Regions from separate parts of the Hordeum vulgare genome. Here region 2 is linked to region 1. The links are chromatin contacts, called in public Hi-C maps. All regions are on one chromosome and are shown on one strand. The core of a region is the stretch at or near the end of the contact, and the rest is flanking DNA. Distances in the headings are between cores, read along the strand shown.

Evidence for each region. Hi-C and Micro-C count contacts between places; a contact is called where the count stands out from the background.
Region 2: a Hi-C map of leaf shows a contact between it and region 1, with 3 times the contacts expected there. The contact joins the enhancer-like site here to the promoter of LOC123443117 in region 1. A contact is called at or near these places in 3 of 6 Hi-C or Micro-C datasets (leaf and seedling).

The regions. Positions count from the first base shown.
Region 1 is chr3H:96,344,244-96,351,569 of MorexV3_pseudomolecules_assembly, reverse strand. LOC123443117 (phosphoribosylaminoimidazole carboxylase, chloroplastic-like) reads left to right here and starts at 2,576. Exons shown (of 16, transcript XM_045119381.1): 1 at 2,576-2,923; 2 at 3,058-3,273; 3 at 3,381-3,492; 4 at 3,596-3,658; 5 at 3,741-3,879; 6 at 4,104-4,159; 7 at 4,872-4,945; 8 at 5,059-5,206; 9 at 5,293-5,466; 10 at 5,615-5,702; 11 at 5,834-5,947; 12 at 6,668-6,765; 13 at 6,853-6,970; 14 at 7,319-7,326. The coding sequence starts at 2,745.
Region 2 is chr3H:96,822,797-96,830,122 of MorexV3_pseudomolecules_assembly, reverse strand. No RefSeq gene overlaps it. Among protein-coding and RNA genes, the nearest start is that of LOC123439608, 360 kb to the right of the region's middle. Within about 2 kb of position 4,037, at least 1 of the 3 cell types and tissues checked has open chromatin away from gene starts, as enhancers often do. A contact at or near this core is called in leaf, where this site is marked.

The DNA of each region.
Region 1 (7,326 bases), core at 1,327-3,826:
TGCTGGTTCAATTTTTATATGTGTGCATTTTGTTTCTGTTTACACATTATGAAATTGTATCCCCAAAAGTTAGGGTAACTAAAGGTTAGGTTATCTCCTTTCACCTTTTGTGAGTGAGGTTGTTCCTTTTTTAAAAACTTTTTTATCAAAAATTATAGTGACGTATTCACATAATAAAAATATATTCTGCATTTCTTTGGCGTTGGAAAGATTCTCATCCAACCCGGAACGAAAATTCGCCGTTCACAATAAAGTAAAATAAATTAAAAAAATGGTGATAAACTGAAAATCAGAGATTCCAATTGCGTAGGAGAGATTGACTTCGTGGAAAGTAACTTGGGGAGGCTAGAGATCAAGTTTCAAATTGTTGGATTGGAACCTCTTGATCTTAACACGTGAGTAGGTAGGTGGCTCTCACTCAGAAAAATGGATCTGACAAGTGTAAGTGTGTTCTTAGTGCCTCCTTTGTGAATGAGAGGACATGCACAGGTATATATAGGCATCCCCCAAAATCCAACCGTTGCAACATTATTGGCCAACTCGGTGACACCTAAAGGAATCTCAATGGTACCGAGTTGCACTAAATGCGGCAAATTTTGAATTCTTGGCGAGAACAATATATGAATCTCGGTGGTACCAATACGATGACCTAGACCAGTTTCCAAATCTCGGTGAGACCAATTTCAAACTTGGAAACTCCGATTCTTGAAATCTTCACAACAGGAAGTTGGTCACTGAATCTCGACGACACCAATGTGAAAGTTGGTGGTACCGAGATGGTAGGGTTTGGCATATGATCTGTCAAGTGTAAAATCGGTAGGGCTGAGTGGAAATAGTTGGTGGCATCGATTTTGCTGGTATAGCTTTGGACAGAGGTATTTTATGGGAGAATGGCTGAGTATTTTTGGTGGCTACCTCTAAGCACTTGAGCAACCAATTCATCGTAATACCTCACCCCCTTTTAATAGTATTGTCTTTCCTATGGACTCAAAGTGATTTCTCACAAATGTAAAATGTAGAGTCTTCTTGCTTGAAGCTTGAGCCAATCCTATTCCTTTCCTTGCATCAAGGGGCTTCTCCTCACAATCCTATAGCCAAGGCATCTTTGAACTTTTGTGAAATATACTTGGATAAGATCATTAATCCAATGATGCATATGTTGTGATCAATTATCAAAGCCACATTAGGGAACAATTGTGATTTCAAGGGACCATGATAATAAAAAGGTCCAAATGAGATTCTAAAGACACACTCAAATTAGAAGATACACATATGATAAAGGACATGGTGCTAAGGTTGATCGAGGACTGGAACACTATCCATGATGACACTCACTCACTAAAGGTGTGAGTTGTTGAAGTTGGTGGCCGTTGGATGAAGGATGGATTAAAGCAACATAGACGGTGTCATGTCAAAGGCGAGTGACTTCAGTGGTGGAGGAGCAGTCCTGATAGGCCATCATGGAGCTTTCGGAGAGGGAGCAAGCCACCCCCTTCATTGCAGATCTTGCTAACAGATGTCACATCGTGCAAACACAGTCCTCAACTAGCAGATGAATGTTGGGTATGGACCCTGGTACTGGAAACAAACGCACACACCATTGTCTTCAAGATCAATGCAACAACGAGGGATCTCCGTGCTAACGGCATATGGTGGACGAGGTGAAGGAACTTGGTTCGAGGTATCACCGACATGTGTGATCGCCAAGGTAGCCTCGGAGTGCATTGATACCTTTTAATAAATTGCAGCAATTCCAACTAAAAAAGGTGTTAGATTCTAAAAATGAATAGGACGGGGGCAAAAGTCTTCGAGTGCACTTGTGCAATATCCTAAGGCACGTTTCGCAAATCTCGATTTGAAAATACCAAGCCAAGGCTCGTGCCTCAGACACACACCCACAAAGTCTAGTAGTTATGCACTTATCTTTTATATAATTTCACACAATAAGTTTTGGACCGTGCTTCCGATGTGAGATTTTTAAACATGACAAATTAAATGTTTTTATGGCTAATTATGTGTCACGTGACAATTCATGGCATGTTTAGTGTTTTCATCAAAATTTGCCATGCTTGCTGAAGGTAATTGCTATGCTCACGGCATCTAATTGCCACAAAAATGTTTAATTTATATCATACTTAAAAATCTGACATCAGATTCTTAGCATTCTGGTAAGTTTTCTTGCTTCATGACCATGCTTTAGATGAAAAACTAGAGCCAAGTCTAACTCATATATGAGGCTTTTGGGGTCAGCCCATACATAAAGTAAAAGTTTGAGTTGCGAGAGAGTAATAATGTCACCTTGTTTGTGTACAATAAGTTTATTTATACATTTATTATGCTCATATTTGAAAGAAATATGTGCATTGCTGACTCGATTTTTTTATATGTGCGTTTTATTTTCTATTTAAATATTATGCAACTGTATCCTCAAAAGTTAGGGTAACTAAAGGTTAGGTTATCTTCTTTCACCGAGAATTGTAGTGATGTATTCACAGAATAAAATTATATTCTGCATATCTTTGGCGTAGGAAAGATTCTCATTCAACTGGGAACGAAAATTGGCCGTTCACAATAAAGTGAAACAAATAAAAATGAGAGATTCCAATTGCGTAGCAGGAGGCGGCCGAGCTACAGCCTACAGACACATCGCTTTCCGCTGCCGCCGCCGGGCCGCCTCCTCCAACCTCTCGCGCCTCACCCTCCTCTAAACCCCTGGCTGAACCCTAGCCACCGCCTCCGGGAGCATGCACGCCAGGCTGCTCGGCGCTCCGTCCCGCGCCTCCGCCTCCTCCGCCCCCTCCGCCGGCCGCCACCCGTGCCGCGCGTCCTGGAAGCCGCGGCCGCCAAGCCGGACCTCCGCCTCGCCGCCGCCTCTCTCGCTGTTTCGCGCCGGCGCATCCATGGAGCCCGCTTCGACGGAGGGGTAAGCTATTCGCGGAGTGTCGATTCCTGCCGATTGCCGCCTTTGGTTCCCGCCTGTCGGTGAATTCCTGGCGATTTCCGTCCCCCCTGGGCGTTTTCGCAGAGTTTTCACCTGGTTGGTGTGCGGTGTTTCAGGCAGAGCGACCCGCCTGTGCATGGCGTGGCCGATAGGGTCGTCGGGGTGCTGGGGGGCGGCCAGTTGGGGAAGATGCTCTGCCAGGCGGCGAGTCAGATGGGGATCAAAGTGGCCATCCTGGACCCCCTCAAGGACTGCCCCGCGAACTCCGTCTGTCACGAGCATGTCGTGGGGAGCTTCAGTGATGGTGACGCGGTCCGTGAGTTTGCGAAGAGGTAGGCGAAACTGTGATCCCGCTTGGTTGATTTGAGGGGCTGGCATCCCTGTACATTATCGTTCTCACTTCCCAATCTGCTTCGACAAATCCTTATCGTGGTGTTAGGTGTGATGTTCTAACTGTGGAAATTGAGCATGTGGATGCTGTGACACTTGAGAAGCTTGAAAAACAGGGTGTTGTTTGTGAACCCAAAGCCTCTACCATCATGATTATTCAGGTAATCTTTGCCTACATGTCCAACCGTCTTCCTGTTTTGCCAGTTTTGTACTACAGCATCTAATGGAGTATGTTTGATGTATTGATACTCTATTCTATGACAGGACAAGTACAGGCAGAAAGACCATTTCTCAAAATTTGGAATTCCGTTACCTGACTTTGTTGAAGTAATGCACCATATTTTTTTACTTTTGTGGAATTATTGGGGCTGTAAGTGTTTTGATATAAACTTGCAGTGTTGTTTTGCAGGTAGATACTTTGAGCAGTATAGAGAAAGCTGGGGAAATGTTTGGCTACCCTCTAATGGTAAAAAGCAAAAGATTGGCATATGACGGTCGTGGGAATGCTGTTGCTCACGAAAAAAATGAGCTATCTTCTGTTGTTTCTTGTAAGTCTGATAAGCATTGATTCAGTGCAGCCTTTTCTAATTGAATTCTGAAAATCGGAAGCTGTTCTATGGTTTCCGGAATTAGCTATTAGGCTAGGATTTGAATTTTTAAGCAATTATCTTGAAGGCCATAGTTTTTAACATAGTTTGAGTTGACCCAATCACGTGAAGAAATATCAACTGATGAGGCAATTAATTTTAATTAATATTATTTATTGCTGCAGCGCTGGGTGGGTTTGAACATGGCTTGTATGTTGAGAGGTGGACAACTTTTACAAAGGTTAGTTTTATTTGATTTATTTGTTTAATGAGGAAACTAAATCCCATTAAAATCGGTCCAACCCCCAACTATCTTTTGTTTTTATACCCTGCAGTATTTTATAAGCGTCTGTAAATTATACTCCCTCCGTCTCAAAATAAGTGTCTTAAGTTTAGTACAATTTTGTACTAGAGCTAGTACAAAGTTGAGACAGTTATTTTGGGACAGAGGGAGTACAATTTTTCTCTAATTTGTATCTTTCTGAATGTTTAAAGGGATAAACATTTTGGGTGTCCACTTCACATAGCAAAGGATTCGTAGTTGTCAGTCACCATTGTTCTGTAAATTTTGGCTGCATGTCCATATTAATATTGGTTCTTTGTGCTTGTGCATCTGGCAGTGCCATATGTGCGTGCTTGAGATGAGTACTCCCTCCGTCCGGAAATACTTGTCCTAGAGATGAATGTATCTAGACTTATTTTAGTTATAGATACATCCAATATATCCATTTTTAGGACAAGTATTTCCGGACGGAGGGAGTATATGATAAGTTCTGCAGGTTTATTTGAAGATATTTGTTTGATCTCTTGCACAATTTATTACAAAATACCATGATAGGAGTAACAGAACAGAATAGAACAGAACAGATTGCTTCAGTACCTATCATATTATCTATTATTACAACTTTTGTTGTTTACTTACATATTTCGCTATTTATCTTATTTTCGTTCAGGAGCTTTCTGTAATTGTGGCAAGGAGCAGAGATGGTTGTACGGTTTGTTATCCTGTCGTTGAGACCATTCATAAGTAAGATAGCCCTTTTCTTTTTGATTATCTATTTTAGTGCTTCCTTACTATTATTTTATTGTGCTCTGTTTTCCAAATTCGGTAAATATGAAGCCTTTGTTTGGAACATTCAGGGATAACATCTGTCATGTTGTTGAAGCTCCTGCTGAGATACCCGAGAAAATGAAGAAGTTGGCTACCAGTGTAGCTGAAAGAGCTATCAAGTCCTTAGAAGGTGCTGGTGTTTTTGCCGTTGAACTATTTTTAACAAATGACAATCAGGTTTGTTCGAACATTTATGCACATCTTATATAATTGAATCCTCCTATGGTGGTGTTGTATCTTTCTCACGTTGATAATTTCACTAGGTTTTATTGAACGAAGTAGCCCCTAGGCCTCACAATAGTGGACACCATACAATCGAGGCATGTTACACTTCACAATATGAGCAACATTTACGTGCTATTCTTGGACTTCCTCTTGGTGATACTGCAATGAAAGCACCCGCAGCAATAATGTACAACATCCTGGGCGAGGACGAGGTATATATATTTTGGTTTCGTGTTGATTTGTCCTCCATTTTTTGCTATGTTAAACGCTGATATTTATGTGAATAACTGCTAGATTATTTATAGGTCACCATGTTATTTTACTGGTTAGCTATATAATATTGGGCACCCATTGCCACAGGGTGATTCGGGGTTTGTTTTAGCCCATCAGCTGATTAAGAGGGCGTTAAGCATTCCAGGTGCATCAGTCCACTGGTATGCAAAGCCAGGTTGGTTCAGCCACACACTTAGCTGTTGTTGCAGAAAGTTGCCAATTGTGCTTATTGCCTTCCCATGCCGTGAAATATTATTTATTACCTTCCCATGCCGTGAAATATTATTTAAAGAATTGTTCTTCCAGAGATTCGGAAACAAAGAAAGATGGGTCATGTTACTATTGTGGGGCCTTCTTTGTTCAGTGTAAAAGCACATTTGAACAAGTTGCTGCAAAGAGACACAGATGGCCCACAGAAAGGTTAGATTTATTTATCATACCATTGCTATATCTTCAACTTGCTGTTGGCAGATGTAATGCCTTTAGGTAGTACTGTATGGTTGCACAACTTTTGATTATTCTGTCTGATATCTCTGTTTACCACAGATTTTCGCTGTCTGTATTTATTAAGTGGGGTTCTGGATTTGATTTCCAATTGCCACAAGCACTATTATCCATGAGAGTAGTATATGGTGGCTAGGAATGGATAATGGCCATTCCATATGCACTAACCTGGATGACTTCTAAACTTTATTCGTATGCTTCAACAATATTGAAACAACAGTCTATTAGGATGCCGGAAAGAGAGTATAGGAGGCAGATGAATTTTGAATAATGATGAATAATAACCAGTTTAAAACTAATAATAATACTAAAAAAAAGGGCAGCCCGGTGCATGTAGCTCCCGGTTGCGCAGGGTCCAGGGAAGTGTACTAATAATAATACTACTGGGGCATTATATAACTTGGGGCAAAAATTGTCAATGCATTCAAGTTATCTGTTCTGTCTAAATTCTAGTGACTGAAACTCATTATGCTTTATCCAGTACTCTCTTGGTGTCTTTCTTGCCATGGTGAAATTAATCAGGCTTTTGTTATGCCGCCTGCCAATCACTTTTACTTAATTCTTTGTTTGGTGATAAAAGTCTTTTCATTCTATTAATTCCATTTGCTGAGGTCTAGAATGCTTTGTTAATTCCAGTTAGACCTCGCGCTGCGGTTATAATGGGTTCGGATTCGGATCTTCCCATAATGAAAGATGCTGCAGCAGTACTGGAGAAGTTCAACATACCTTTTGAGGTTTGATTTCTGAAACCTTTCTGTTGACAAGCTATGGGCTGTTGCCATGGCCATCCAGCAGCTTGATGGATTGCTTCGTTTTTTCAGCTTACAGTTGTTTCGGCACATCGTACAGCAGAGAGGATGTACGCTTATGCATCATCTGCTAAGGAAAGGGGCTTAGAGGTCATTATTGCAGGCGCGGGCGGAGCAGCGCACTTACCAGGCAAGTGTCAGTTGGCGGGGAAAAACATGCTCACCATACTGCTTTCTAAACATAAAAATGTTAGTGTGCAATTATGTGCATTCTGGTATACTCGATTCTGTCAAAATGAGTAATGTGGAGGGGCGGTAATGTGATATAGAACGTTTATCGAGTTCATGTTATTATCTATTCTATCGAGTGTCAGCTATAGTATGTCAGAGATTTTGAATAAAGTAGTGTTTCTCACTCAAACGGACACATCATTGGCACTGTTGACGAAGCCCGTATGCCTGAAGGAAGTGTAATGAACGATCTGTTCATAATTTTGCTGCGATTAATTAAGGATAATCTTGTAACTGTTTGTTGCAGGGATGGTG
Region 2 (7,326 bases), core at 2,788-5,287, 480 kb before region 1:
AGCTCCAACTCCTACCAGCAGCAACAAAACGGCAAGCAGGCCAGCAGGGCAGCACATCTACTACCGGCAGCAGGAGTAGCAGCTAAGCAACGCAACAGCGGCCTAGCAGCAAGCAAAACGGAATAGCAGGGCAATAGCAACGCAGCAAGGCAGCAACTCGGCACGAGGAGGCCGCGGGAATAGCAACGGCAAGCAGCTCATCTACAGCTAACAGCGACAGCAGCACAACGCCACAACTCGGCACCAGCGCAGCAACAGCAACGGCAGCGGCGTGCTACCTCGGCCTCGGCAAGGGAACGGGCGGTCCGGCGAGCATGACGGGGCGGCGACCGGGAGGCTGGCGAGGACGACCAGGGGGCGAGGCCGGCGGGGCGATGAGCTCGGGCCTGGGGGAAGCAGGGGCGATGGGAGGAGCTTTCCTCGCAGCAGATGGCGGGCGGCGGCCCGCCCGGGTCGAGGGGGCGACCACCATGGCGCGCGGGGGCGAGGTTCGAGGAGGAGGAGGCGTCCACGGCGAGCAGTGCGGCGGAGGAGAGGCCCTGGCGGCGGGCACGGCAGGGCGGCGCGCGGGTCGGGCACCGGCGGCGGCGCGGGCGCAGGGGACGGGGAGCAGAGAGGCGGCTCGCTGGCGACGGGAGGACAAGGCGGCGGCGCGACGCGGGAGGAGGAGGCGGAGCAGGAGGGGGCGCTCGGGAACGAGAGGCACGGGAACTAGGCAAGGGAGAGGAGGCGCACGGGGGATGCGGGCTAGGTCACGGGGGGAGCTGGGCCTTGGGCCGGCTTGCTCTCTATTTGGGCCTTGCGCCTTAAAAAAACAGAGAAGAACATAAAGGAAAAATAATAATAAAAAATAGGGTTTTAGCAAAAATGAAGAAAAAACCTATTATTCCCTTTTAAAGAAATATACCCAATGTCAAAATAGATTGGCTTCTTTTTTTTAAAACGAATAAAAACTAAAACCTTTTAAAGAATTTAAAATTAAAACCCTTTTGTAGAAAAAAAATAAAACCTCTTTTAACACGAGAATAAAATCAAACCCTTTTAAAAGAATTAAAAAAATTCAAAACCCTTTTTAAAGAATCAAAATAAAACTCTTTATTTAAAGAATAAATAAAAGCCTTTTAAAAGAGAAAAATAAAATGGGAGGGTTTTTTTAAATAAAATAACGGAGAAATAAAATAAAACCTAAGGGTTGCCCCCACATTTAATAAAAGGACTTTTATTGTAAGAAGAAGACGCACCCTTTTGAATAGGGGTTTAAACGAAGACTTTAGCAAAACCACAAAACGAAATGAGAGAGGAGAGAAGGGGAGAAGGTTTAGGTCGGCGGCGCAACAGGGTTTAGCGGTGGCTCTCACGCACCCTCTCTCATCACTCCAACAAAACAACGTCACTCACGAAGCACTAACGTCTAACAACACGGAGCAACAAGCAACACCGACAAAACACCGATGACATGATGCCATGCATGATGCGATCATGCAAACTAAATGATGATGCAACCAACAAAATAAAATAGCCGCACGACGGAAACGAAAATAAAGGGGAATCTTCTGGGACGTCGGCATCGGGTTGTCACAGTGTGCCTCCACACAACTCCAAATGGAGATTAGCATCCGCAAGGGTGTGAACTTCGAGACACATCGTTGTCTCCGCGTGCCTTGGTTATCTCTTACCCGAACCCTTTACTTATGCACTTTAATTTGTGATAGCCATATTGCTTTTTGGTATATATCTTGCTATTACTTAGTTGTTTATCTTGCTTAGCATAAGTTGTTTCGTGCACATAGGTGAGCCTAATTATTTTAGGTTTTGTGCTTGTCTAATTAAACTCTAGTTTTATTCCATATTGTTCAAGCCTAAACCGTAATTATTTTAAAGCGCCTATTCACCCCCCTCTAGGCGACATCTACGTCCTTTCACCTCTGCCGCCTCCTGCGCCCGTTGCCTCACATGGTGGGAACGCCGCGCATGTTAGCGTCCGAGAACGTCCATGGTGCGTCCTCGGCGCGCCAATGAAAAGGTTGCGCGTCCGCCATAACGTTCGGACTCCAAACGTACGACACCACCTTCAATGAGGCAGCGACGCCGGATCCAAGCAGAAGTTGTGCCGACACAATGGATTCTTGATGTTGCAAGTCGGAGTGTTTCCATCGGGCAACCACCTCCCGGGAGCGGCGGATCGCACGCCGAACGACCATCTCTTCCTCGGGACCGCGTGGGATGAACTCGTGGTCAATGTTTCTGGAGGTTAAGGACTCGGATCGGTTGCCCGCCATGATGGAGAAGGCGAGAGATTGCACATGAGGACGATTATATGTGGGGTCGATGTGGGCCAGCGCGAGCCATGCAAACGTGGAGGGCGTGCCCGGACGTGGCCGGACGCCCCATATTTGGGCTAAATATGAGGGCTGCCAGTCAGCACGGACGTTTGAAATTCGTTTGAGGCGCCCGATTACATTAAAATTTCTAGGTGTTTGAGACGAATATGATGCTCCTACCATGAGTGATGGTACATGCAGTTCTAGGTGATTTGCCCCAAAATTTGGTGGGATGAAGATGATTTTGAAAGGATGGAGCACTCCCATACAAGTCCTAAAAGTGGAATAGGATTCCCTCAATCTCGGTCAACATGCTTATGGATCCAGACCTTTTTGCCGCTTCGGTGGTTGGGGATGGGAAGGGGAATTATGTCCCCTAGCTCTGTCTAGTAGATAGGTTAGCGTTTTACTCGTTGGAGGGGCGACACATAGGTGCACGAGGATGCTTCATCCTCAAGTAAGTCTTAAGTCGGTCTTTTGGGTTGATCATCCTCAAGTTTATCCGCCAGGACAGATTCGACGAAACTCCGGGCAACATAGATTCATGCAAGCTCTTTGGGGCATTGAGGTTATGGTTTCTCTTTATGTGTGCACGACAGCGAGGTTTGGTGCCAGTTACTTCAGATCGATAGAAGGGTTCAACGACGATGATGTATACAAGGCGATGGTTCTAGGCTCACGTGCATGAAGACTTTTCGACCGCCATCGACAAAGTGAAGTCGGCTCCGGTATAAGAGTGACGACACTAACACACCAGCGGTTCGTTTTGGTACTCCTAGCGTTGTTCGGTGTCATTAGACCTTGATGCATTTTTTTATTACATTTGGATGCTCTATTTTTTATTACATTTGGGATGCTTTGTATTTTCAGTTAACCATTTATAATGAATTTGAATCCTTTTATGAAATAACTAATAATAAGTGGAATGAGTTGTCTTCTTAGTAAGTATTGGTGGTCTCCTAGTTATATATTGTCCCTTTGGTTTATTCTTGTCGTCCAGTGCAAAGGGTGGTGCGATTACATCCTAGAAGGGGCTAGACATCAAGGAATCTCCTATTTGGCGCTTATGGTTTGACATGCTTCCTTATCTGAAGAAACAACCAACCCTGCCCCTCCCCATCCTACATTCTATAGTGAGCCGACCCATCTAGTTTCCACTCGGTTTCAGTTTTGAAAAGTTTTCAACTTGCTTTATCTTGTTTTTCTTTTTTGTGTTTTTACGAGTTTTACTTTGTTTTTGGTTGAGCTTTTTTATTACTTTTTGTGATTTTATAATGTTTTATTTAAATGCATAAACATTTCTTAAATTCACGAACATTTTTTAATTCATAAATTTTTAAAAAGTGAGAAGAAATATTAAATTCGTGCACATATTTTCAAAAAAAGTATTAGTGAGCGTTTTGAAAAGATCATGAATATTACAAAAGTGTGAACACTTATTAAATACATGAACTTTTTAACTTTCATGAACATTTTTTTCAAACATGCAAGCAGCTTCCAAAATCCATGAACCTTTTTTTGGATTTCACCAACATTTTCAATATTAATGGAGAAAAGGTAGCTGGTAATTTTTCTGACCCAATAAGAGTGAGTGACAAGGAGAGCGTAGAAAAAGAGACTAGAGAGTTGAAGCTTCGTGGGCCATGACCCATAGATGTTAGACTTTGGAGTTAAAGCCACCGATTACGAACCGACTCATGGTACCATAATTGCTATATATCGCTTACAGTGGGCAGATCCTATTTGGCGCGTAGGTTGCGCGAGCGACCTAGCGGGCACCCCTCCAGCCTCGAACAAGTGTTTAACTACCCATCTAGGGTTTATTGCCCGTCGGTTTTAGGAAGGTATACTCGAACGTTCCCTAGATCATTTTATTGTTTTACCTTTGTTATTTCTTCCAGTCTTATTTCTTTTATATTTACTTTTGATTTTCCTTTTACTTTTTTCCTTTTTCTGCTTTTATTTTCTTTGTCTTTTTTTGTGCGAATGTCTTTCACACTTGTGAACATTTTACTAAGAAAATAACATTTTGTAAATAACTGAACAGTTTTTTGAAACTTCGCAAACATTCTTTTTAAATCATTATCATTTTAGGAATTCCTGTTTGTTTTATAAAAAATGGGTGAATATTTCGAAATTGTGAACACTGTTTGAAACTTGTGAACATTTTATTAAATCAATGATTGTTTTTTTAAATTTGGGTACATTTCTTAAAATTCACGAATAAAATTTCATTTTGACGATGTTTTTAAATGCATCAGCCTTTTTATAATCGGCAAACACTTTTTGAATTGTAAGTTTTCTGTTTTCCGTATGCATTTTTGGAAATTTATTAACATAATTTGAATCCATTGAATTAGTTCAAATGCTTGAAAAAAATACGAGAAACTTATTTGAAATCATAAATATTTTAATATGCAGACAGTTTTGCAAAATCACAAACATTGTTTTTATTGGACGGTCATTTTTGATTTGTCAAAACTATTAGTCAAAATCGTAAACATTTATTTCTGAATGCTCGATCCTTTTAAGATTACTTGAGCAAAAAAAATTAGGAATTTGAGAAATTTGGAAATTTTGGAAATCCCTAATTATTTTAATGAAGGAAAACAGAAAAGAAAAATACGAAAAAACGAAATGTTCGCGTATAGGCCGCTAACATGGGAGTGTGAGGTTGGCGCACTCAGTTTTCTCGAAGTCTTGCGGTATTCCAAGCTGGCCTAGTTAGTCCGGGCCTTGAAAAAGCTTCTAATAGATTCGGGGAGGTTTGTGACCGGCGTCATACCTTTTTTACTCGGCTGGTTTCCTTTCATTCGGCTTTTATTTTCTGTTTCTATTTTTTCATTATATTATTTCTTTTTATCGTTTTTTACTTGCTTCGGTTTTTTATCTCTTTTTGTAAATTTGTGAATATTAAAAATTCAAGAACATTTCATAAATTTGTAAATATTTTTATATCCATGAACACTTTAAAAATCCTGATAATCTTAGAAACAGAACATTATTCAAATCCTTCAGATTTGTGAACATTTAAATTTATGAATTACTTTGTAGTTCATGAACTCTTTTTTGAGTTCAATAATATTTCTCAAATTGCCGATTTGTTTCCAAAATTAAGAAGTTTGTTCGAAATTCCTGAACATTTTGTAGATTCATGATTTTTTTTGGTTTTATGGTATTTTTTTGAATTTGCCGACACTTTTCAAATTCACATAATATTTAATCTTTGTAATGATGAACATTTTGTAGACTCGCGAACATTTTCTCACATTCGCGGACATTACTTAAATTCTTGAATATATTTTAAATTTGTGAAAAATCAAGTTCTCGAGCATTTTTGAGACTTGCGAACGTTTTTCCAAAGTTATGTTTTTTAATCCTGAATATTTTTTGAGTTCACGAATGCTTATCTAATTTGTGAACATTATAGTTTAATTCATGAAACGTTTTGCAATTTGTAAACATTTTACAAATTCATGAACATTTTCTAAATTCATGGAAATAAATTAATTGTCAGACCTTTTTGAGTTTGTGATTTTTTTCGAATTCATGGATATTTTTCTAGTTCGTGAACATCATTTTCAGGTCATGCAGGTTATCAAATTGATGAACATTTTTCCAATTCATGAACATTTACGAGCTCGTGGATATTTTTCCCAAATTCATGAACTTTTTGAATTTTTATATGTTTTTAATTTATGATTTTTGAAATCGATGAACACTTTTCAGCTTCATGGTCATTGTTGTGAATTCGTGATCATTTTCAAAATGACTATTCATAAATCGATTCAGAGGACGAAGTTGATGTCTACGATGTTAACATGGATGAATATGTACCTTCATCTTCGGTTTCCAAAAAGAATAAATAGACCCCATCTATTTACGAGGTAAACTTCCTTTGCTGATATGCTGATATTTCATGCATGCTTATTATGCAATTCTGCTACAACACATTCATTAAACAGTGCACTGTATGTTTTTCACTTTCATGGGCACATGGTTTCTTCAGGGACAACTTCAAGTTGACTTGATGGATGCATTTTTGGAAGAATTTTGCACTCACAATTTATAAATAAGTGTTCAACATCGTAAATATAACTTCATGGCCAAATGTTCTAACAAGGTCAGAAAACATACATAATATTTCGGCTTCCTTTTAAGATTTCAGACTTGTGCACTCCCTTTCATATTATGTTTTTGCTTCATGTCGTAGCAATTTTCTAACGAGGGAAAAGCAAATGTACATGCTGTGCTGATAAGCGGTACGAGTGACAGTTCAAAGTGATACCCTCCTAGCTCTATGGTAAAAATTTAAATAATTTATTAAATCATTTATATTGTTGATTATTACATGATATATAGTACTGATGCGAGTGTCCTTATTCCATAAGGCCGAAAACAGCAAGCACAAAGCACCCAGTTTAGAGTTTTCTGGAAACTCCCACAACATGAGACAGATTGCAATAGAAGCAGCGATACTTGTGATCTGCGTTCGATTTTTTTCTCGAAGAGGAGGGGATCATGCAACACAATATATATAAGTATTTTCCTCAATGATAACCAGTGTTATTAAATCAATAGGAGGATCACACAACTTACCGTCTTCAGCACCTATACACAAAAGAGCACACGCTTGCACCCAACGCGGGCAAGAGGGTCGTCAATCCCTTTAAACTCGTCACTTGCAAGCAAAATGAGCAGTGTGGATGATAGTTGATAATTGTAAATTGAAAAAAAGAATATAAATAAATGGGAACAAGGTATTGAGAGCGTTGGTAAATATATATGTGAATAGATTCGTGGGTCATAGTGTTCGCTAGAGGCTTGTCTCTCAAAGAAGGGAGACAATGGGTAAACAAATTATACTTGGACAATTGATAGAAAAGCGTATAGTTATGCAATATTTATTCATGACAATGATCATTACATATATACATCACGTCTGTAAGCAAGTAGACCGTCTCCTGCCTACATCTACTACTATTACTCCGCCCATCGACCGCTG